Regions from separate parts of the Sus scrofa genome. Here region 2 is linked to region 1. A link is a contact called in public HiChIP or PLAC-seq data. All regions are on one chromosome and are shown on one strand. Each heading gives the region's core, a stretch centred on a gene start, on an enhancer-like site or on the middle of the called end of the contact. The rest is flanking DNA. Distances are from core to core; before and after follow the strand shown. Region 1 has its middle 270 kb from the start of ZNF462. Region 2 overlaps ZNF462 (zinc finger protein 462).

What was found. HiChIP or PLAC-seq counts read pairs in DNA pulled down with a chosen protein or histone mark.
Region 2: an H3K27ac HiChIP or PLAC-seq map of skeletal muscle shows a contact between it and region 1, with 2.0 times the contacts expected there. The contact joins two enhancer-like sites.

The regions. Positions count from the first base shown.
Region 1 is chr1:247,761,697-247,765,530 of Sscrofa11.1, forward strand. No RefSeq gene overlaps it. Among named protein-coding and RNA genes, the nearest start is that of ZNF462, 270 kb to the right of the region's middle. Within about 2 kb of position 2,120, at least 2 of the 83 cell types and tissues checked have an H3K27ac peak or open chromatin away from gene starts, as enhancers often do. A contact at or near this core is called in skeletal muscle, where this site is marked.
Region 2 is chr1:248,047,621-248,051,454 of Sscrofa11.1, forward strand. All of the region lies in intron 1 of ZNF462 (zinc finger protein 462), which reads left to right. Among named protein-coding and RNA genes, the nearest start is that of ZNF462, 20 kb to the left of the region's middle. Within about 2 kb of position 2,006, at least 28 of the 83 cell types and tissues checked have an H3K27ac peak or open chromatin away from gene starts, as enhancers often do. A contact at or near this core is called in skeletal muscle, where this site is marked.

The DNA.
Region 1 (3,834 bases), core at 870-3,369:
GAGGCTGTTGTCCTTGACAAGGAAACGATTGATGTCTCTGCTTTCTCACCCTCTTTAAATTGAGATGGGGACAAGATTAAAAGTTCAGGCAGGAAGCCAACTGGTGGCTTACAACACTGATCAACCAGCCTAGTACAGGAAGAAACCTGTGGCCCATTGCTCAAGAAATGAGCTGCCTGAATATTTGAAAGTTTCCCAATTCTTGCCAGAATTTAAGCATTAGGACCTTATCATGGCAATAATGGTAATAATAATAATAAGTAGTAAATCCTCCTTATTAAACACCATATGCAATATTCTGTATTTTATGTACATTACTTCTTTTATCTCTTGCAATGACAATATAAAGTAGATATAATGTCCCCATTTTATAGATGAAAAAACTGAGGCTTAGAGAAGTTAAGAAGCTCAACTGAGATGACACAGTTTGCTAGGATGACACAGCAAGGAGGAGAGCCAGATCCAATCTCAAGTCTGCTTAACTTTGAAACACTTGATATTCTATTGGATCACCCTGAACGATGCATAGTGGCACATCTGTTTTTTCTCAAGAAAGAGACACAGTTGAGGTACAGTCTGAAATGGGTGCAATGACCTCTTTGGTTCAGAGTTCTCTGAGCTATATGAAGATGCACTACCCCTCTTGCAGCGTGGGTGCCAAGATGATAGAGTATGGTTCTCTCAGGCTTACAATATATCAGACTTCATCTGTTGGAGCCATTTTAGTCCCTGTCCTGCCTTTAGCTTTGCATCACAGAGTGGAACCTCTTAGAGTGACAGATGTTTTCACAAAAAGAGCAAAGCCAAAAATGGGGGCAGGGGATGGAATCAAGAAGAGATACTGACAAACATGCCTAATGCCAACACCCACCTCTAATACAAGTAGGGAAAGGGGAGTCAGGGCCAGTCAAGGTCAGATATCAAATCAGTAAGACTAGGCATCATGTCCAGGATGAGAGAGTGAATGGAAGAAAAAAAATTGAAGGTAGGTCTGATATCAAAGTTGTCAAGATGAGACGGGTGGTGATGAAACAAGGCAAGAGAACTAGAAAGTAGGTAGTACTAGAAACATGATAACTTACATGAATAGTTTATGACCATACAGGGCTTCTCTTTAGATGGTCCCACAGCTTTAAAAGTAAACCTTAACTTGTCTTAAAGGTACAGTGCCCAAAACCCAATATCTGAGAATGCCATCTTCCCCTTTATGGAATGGCTGAGACCTATTTGCAGGGGAGGCACACCCAGTTAACTCAAATGCTTAGAACACTAGTGAAAGGTCAGGCATGCGATCAATCCCCATGAGAGCCAGTTAGGTTAGCTCTGTCTCAATGTCAGAGCTCTGCCTTCAGCCTCAGGCAGCTCTCTGAGGGAATAAATGCCATTAATCAGCAGGGGTACCAGGCAAGTTCATGAGGACTGTGCAACAAAAAAACTATTCTTTCTCCTGGAAAAGTTCTCAAAGCTCATAGTGAGTCAGCAGCCTACTCCTTGTATGAGGACAGCAGAGACTTCAGGGCTTTATCAAAGAGCATAACTACCTCATTCCTCTCCAAAGGATAGCACACTTAAGATATAATGCAATTATTTAATTCATGTTTATTTCTTTCATAATATATTTAATGATGTTGGGTTGGTTTCTGCACTCTCCTAATTAAATAACTTTGAGTTGCTCTCCTGACACTCAAGTATAAATAACCAGCCATAAACGCAGGCAGATTATTCTGCATTACCCTATCAATCTCATTCTATTTCATTTTAATTTTTGAAGAAAAGCTCTAACTCTTTTCTGTGCTAATACAAAGCACACTTTGGCAAAAGTATGACCTCTGGGATCCCAAATGAACTTGGCCTTCATTTAACCTGGAGAGATTACATCTTGGGCATTTTCAGTGTCACCATGTCTTTCTTCTTTCCATTTGCTCACCCCTGCTTAGTGAAGTGAGCTTCATCTGGTATTTTATGATTTGAGTGGGTAACTCTTCTGATTCTGAACAAAGGACCATACTTCATTCTGACAATTTGTACCCTCCAGGCTTTCCTCATGAGTGGTTCCTTCCCAACCTCTTTGGAGAATGATGGCGAAGTCTATTTATTCAGTACTCCTCATGGGTGAAGGCTCTTCCAACCTATAAATAAAACAAATTTAACTTTTACAGGGTTACTAATGCCACGGAGAGATAAACAAGTGGGCTGGCTGCCTGCTGGCTGCAGGGATTGGCCCAAGGATTTTCACAAAATAGCCCATGGCTCTTTAATATATGAAGTATCTTTTATTGTGATAAGAACTTAACCAAATAAAAATAATAATAATTCTCTGTTTTAGACTTCCTAACTAAAAATAAAAAGAGCTGAAATTGACCATATCCTGAGAATATTATGGTTGAAGGATTCATGGACACTTACTCCATTTGAAACTAGGGGAAAAATCTCCCAAGAATAAGGACTCTAGAGAAAGTTCTATTCGAGCATTGAATGTCATTTCATTGAACATTTACCACACCTTTACGGGTATGTTTAAATTGTTTCACCAGAATATGTAAGGTAATATAAGAATAAATGTAATACTATTCCCATCCTTTGATATTACTCATTAACAAAACAAATCATGTGTTTTTTTTAATGTTTCATAATCAAAAGGTAGCTATTACTATTACTGTATAATGATGAATGGAAAAGCCATTTGGAATCAGATAGACCTGGGCTCAAATTTGTGCTCAGCTAGTGAGGACCACACAACCTTGGAAAAGTTCTGCTGAAAAATGAAGATTAACAAGAACTACTTTACAAGGTTGTTGAAAAAAAATGTGTGTCACAGGTATCAACACTCAATAGGGAGTGCTCACAAATGCAGTTCCCTCTTTCCTACCCTACAAATAAAGTCATAAAATGCAGGGGAAGTAAAAGTTTAAATTTGGGGGATTCTGGAAATATTATGGGAAAAGGAAGCACTTGATCTGGGGAATGGGTAGATCCAAGAAATCACATAAATTTCTTACAAAGGTAAAAATAAGATATGGATAATTCAGGAGGAAGAGTTCCCGTGATCAAAGACCCAAATAGTGAAGAGTGATGCATCTCAATAGTAAGTTAGGAAATGAGGAAGATATAGTCTTAGAAAGAAGGATGACTTCAGCAAATGCCAGGATGTTAGATAATAATTGCAGGCATTTATAAAGAAATCGCTAGAAAAAAGTACAAAGTCGTGGGAGAAGTATGGAGGAGGAAATGAAATATTACTTACTGAATACCTCTCCATGTGCTAGGTCTGGTCTCACCTACTTCACGCACCTTATCTCGATTAACATTCAGAACAATCCTGAAATGTGAATATTAACAGACTTAGTTTCAGTTATGTGCTTAAGGTTTTACAGTTAGGAAAAGACAGAGACAAATTCAAATCTAAGCCTACATTCTATAAATTCACTCAGCCTTTTCAGGAAAATAAATTTACTGGATCTTATAATCATGTAAGCATAAGATGATAGAAGATTGAAATGGGGTTATGGCCAAAAAAGAAAAAGAGAGGAAATGCAAAGGTGGATGGAAGCATGGACATATGAGTAGAAAATGAATGAATGGGTGGTGGTAAGAAGTGTTGTGGAGGTAATGTCAATACAGTGAAAGAACTGGAAAGAATAAAGCATTAAATATAACTCTTGGTGCCAGAACATCGAGTAAAATCTGACAGGATTAATGAAGACAAAACACAGAAAGAAAGAACAAGTTACTAAAAAAGGGGGAAACATTCAGTGCTGTGACTCAAAAAAGTTTCATGGGAGTTATCTGCTAAGACATTGCTAAATGTGAATATTTTCATTAGATGCCCAGAAG
Region 2 (3,834 bases), core at 756-3,255, 290 kb after region 1:
TTTTTCACCTTTCAAAGCAGATTAGTCATGAAGACTTAGTTATTTTTACATTTTGAAGGTTTCCGGAAAGGCAAGGGTGTTGGTGGAAATTCTTTTTTTTTGGGGGGGGGGCTGTGTCTGTGGCCTATAGAACTTACCAGGCCAGGGATCAAACCTGAACCACAGCAGTGACCTAAGCCGCTGCAGTGACAATGCCTGATCCCTAACCCCCTGTGCCACAAGAGAACTCCCAGAATTTTTTTTTTTTTTTAATTATTGAAAAGAAACCTTCATGTTGCTACTTTAAAATTGTGGCCAGAGATATTGGAGGAGGAGAGAAAAAAGAGACCATATATTTTATTTATTTACCAGTGTTCAGATCTCTAGGATGATCTCAAGTGAGAGATTTTTGGTCTCAGAAGGTGGACCCCAAAATGAAAGGAGTGGAAGTGAAGCCCTGGCTATGGTGTGGTTAAAAGAATGTGGAATGCCCTCAGTCAAGTAAGAAAGGTCGAGAGAAACAGGAGGGACTGAAACTAGGACTTCCTGGGATGCCAGAAAAGCTCTGGGAGTGGAAAGCTCTTTCCATTTTCCCCAAGCCCTAGGGAGGGAAAGGTAGATTTGGGGGTGCCACTTTGCCACGTGTTCAGTTCTTTCCAAGCTGTAAGATCCTTACTTATTTGTGGCAGCCTAGTAGTAGTAGGAAAGTGATTGGCTTCACTTGGGTCAAGTTCCTCATTTGCTCCTGGCCTCCAGTTTATCTTCAAAATGGAATTCCCTCTTTGGCGAAGGCTTAGAGACATAATGTATGTAAAACACCCAGCACGCTGCCAGGTACTCAGTGAACGGCCACCTCTGCAGTTCATTTGCAATGATCGATTAGTGGCCATCTAGTGCCTGTGGTGCAGATGGCTTGCTCCTTGCCATTTTTTTCTGCCGCCTGGCTTTGCCTTCCTAGTTTGTAGTTGTGGGATGATGATAGAGTTGGAAAGAATTGAGTGTCTTCACTCTCTCGTAAAATGTTTTATAGATGCTGTTATATTTAAGAAATATGTGCTCATTCATCTTTATTCATTCATCAAACATTTATTGAGGGCCCTTTGAGTACTTGGCACGCCTGCAGTGTGCCTAGGTGGTCGAACCCAGTGGAGGTGGGAATCTCTCTACCAGTTGTGTTAGGTTCTTTGTCTTGGTAATTGGGAGTGATTATGATGGAGATGGCGGTCCTTAATCACACTCCAATGAACCAGAGGGTGGCGAACCCTGGCCCGAGGCAGTGAGACCTGGATTCCTATTTAGATGCATGTATTTCTGCGTCTTTGTGTGTATATGTTTACAATATAATTTGCTAACTGTGTAGTTAAGGCTACTGGGGTGCATAATCTGGCAGATCATTTAAATATTTACACCGAAATATCTTGTTCTCTGTTGGTGTGAAGTAGAGTTTCCAGTTATTTTTAGGTCATTTTCATCTTAGCAACCCTGTTGGAGATGAACCAGACACACTGCTGTAAACTGTCCCCACATTTTGATCGAATTTAATAAAGTAAAGTTGAATGGTTTGGTCCCAAGAGGCCAACCAACCATCTGGTTAGCAGAAGGGTTAGGTCGAGTATTGCATGGCTGCTGAGAGGGCCACAGACCAGCCCCGATGTCCTGGTAATATGTCCAGTGGCTGCATGCATTAAGCATGGAAATGGTGCTTTCAAGTCTGCAGAGCCAGCAGTTCTGTTACCACCGCTGTGACGCAGGAGATAATTCAGCTGGGCAAGCGGCAGCGTGGGGGTGGATCTACAGTACAGGATGTGTAATGTCAACATGAAGGATTGGAGCTGGCAGAAGGAAGGGAAGCACTCATTTCATGCCAGTGCAGGAAGCCTAAAGATGCATCCCGCCCCCACACCCCCTTTGCATCTTGTCCTCTTCTGGAGCTTTCCCATGATGTGTTAAATGATTACCTTGTGCATGGTCCATGGCAAAACTTCAGCTGATTTCCTGCCTCTTTTGGAACCTGTCAGCATAAACCTAGTGAACCACATTCCACACACATGTAGGGCGGGCAGAGGCAGGAGTTAGTGGCACCGCCTGGGAGGAGGAGCCAGAGTTTTGTTAGGCAGGAGCATCTTTGCGCTTGGAGATGGAATCCCATTGTACGTCCCTTTGTGCTCAGCTCTGAGACTGGCCATCCGTTCAAAGGCTGCAATCATCTCGGCACATTGTGCTGCAGCTGTAGTTGGGAGAAGGCTGCAGAATGGTTCCAGTGATTCTGCAGAAGCTCGGCAATTACATAATTGCTATGTAACTGGAGAGAGCCATCAGGATTGTCTAGTTCTCCTGGAGAGAAAGCTCCTACAATTTGAGGGCTAGATTGTTTTCCCTTGTTAAACCTGAAGGCTGATGAGCAAGTACATCAAGCCACCAGGCTGGAACCGGGGCCTCTCAGGGGCCTGAGAGGGCACAAAATTCACAAGTACACTTGGCTGAACACTCAGTGGACTTCACAGCTGTGTTAAAGGGAGAGAGAGGGCGAGAGCAAGTCACTGACTCTTGGAAAAGTGGATTCTTATATCAGCCAAACATGATATTGGACTTGCCTCTAGTATTTGGGACTCTGTTCTGTATGCATTCAAAGCATAGAGGATTCCAGTCTCCTGCTCCCAGGAATGGGACTAGCAGAGTTGCACTTGACCACCAAGAGCCCTCTCAGTTTCTGCTGCCTGCTCAGAAGGATTTCACAGTCTCTCTCTCTCTTTTCAATTTTTTATTTTTTGCTTTTTAGGACTGCCCCTGCAACATAGGGAAGTTCCCAGGCTAGGGGTCGAATCAGAGCTACAGCTGCCAGCCTACACCACAGCCACAGCAATGTGGGATCTGAGCCTTGTCTGCGACCTACACCTCACCTCACTGCAACGCTGGATCCTTCACCTACTGAATGAGGCCTGGGATCGAACCCGCATCCTCATGAGTACTAGTTGACTTCGTTACTGCTGAGCCATGATGGGAACTCCTCGCAGCCTCTCTGAAAGCTCTTAGATGCAGATGAGTGGAAGGAGGGTGAGGCCTACCCTACCCCTCAGGCCTTTCTAAATGCGCTGGCTCCCTGGGCTTCAGACCCTGGTGCAGTGCCTGGGCAGCCTGGGGGCTGGAGCAGACTGGACAGTTTGTCTGGGAAGACCTCACAGCGAAGGAATGAATTCCTTCTTTCAGCTACCTTACCGCTTGTTTTCCCTGGTGGAGAAAATTTTGAGGTGGAGTTGGTTAGATGTAGGCGCAAGGGTTGCATTAAACCAGCGAGAGCCTCGGGCTCCAAGTCTCATCAGATACCTACCGAAGCAGTCACCTAAAATTAGCCACACCTCCTAACCCAAGTGAGGGTTTTATGTTTGTTTATGTTAAGTAGCTCTAAATTTCAGCAATCCTACCTTTCTGGGCACAGTTTTGTGGAGCTGGTAGAGTAGAAAGAGTGGTTGTTGGGGTAATTTTTATTAATGGCCTAAGTTGGACCTTTCATAACTATGATATTCATCTGTTTTTTTCTATTTAAATGTGTTTGTACTCAGAACTTCAGCCTAAGGGAAAATTCTACCTTGTGGCTCCTTTGTGAATTAAAAGGGAGTCCCCAGGAGTTCCCTGGTGGCCTTGTGGGTTAAGGACCTGCTGTTGTCACTGCTGTGGCTCTGGTTACTTGTGTGGCGTGGGTTCAGTCCCTGGCGTGGGAACATCCACATGCTGCAGCTCCCTCGCCAAAAAAAAAAGGAGCATCCAGCAGGCAGTATTAGGACTCGGACTTCCAAAATGGATTAGGTCCACAGATTCCTAGACCTTTTACCTTTAGACGTCTGCTTTCCTCTGTAT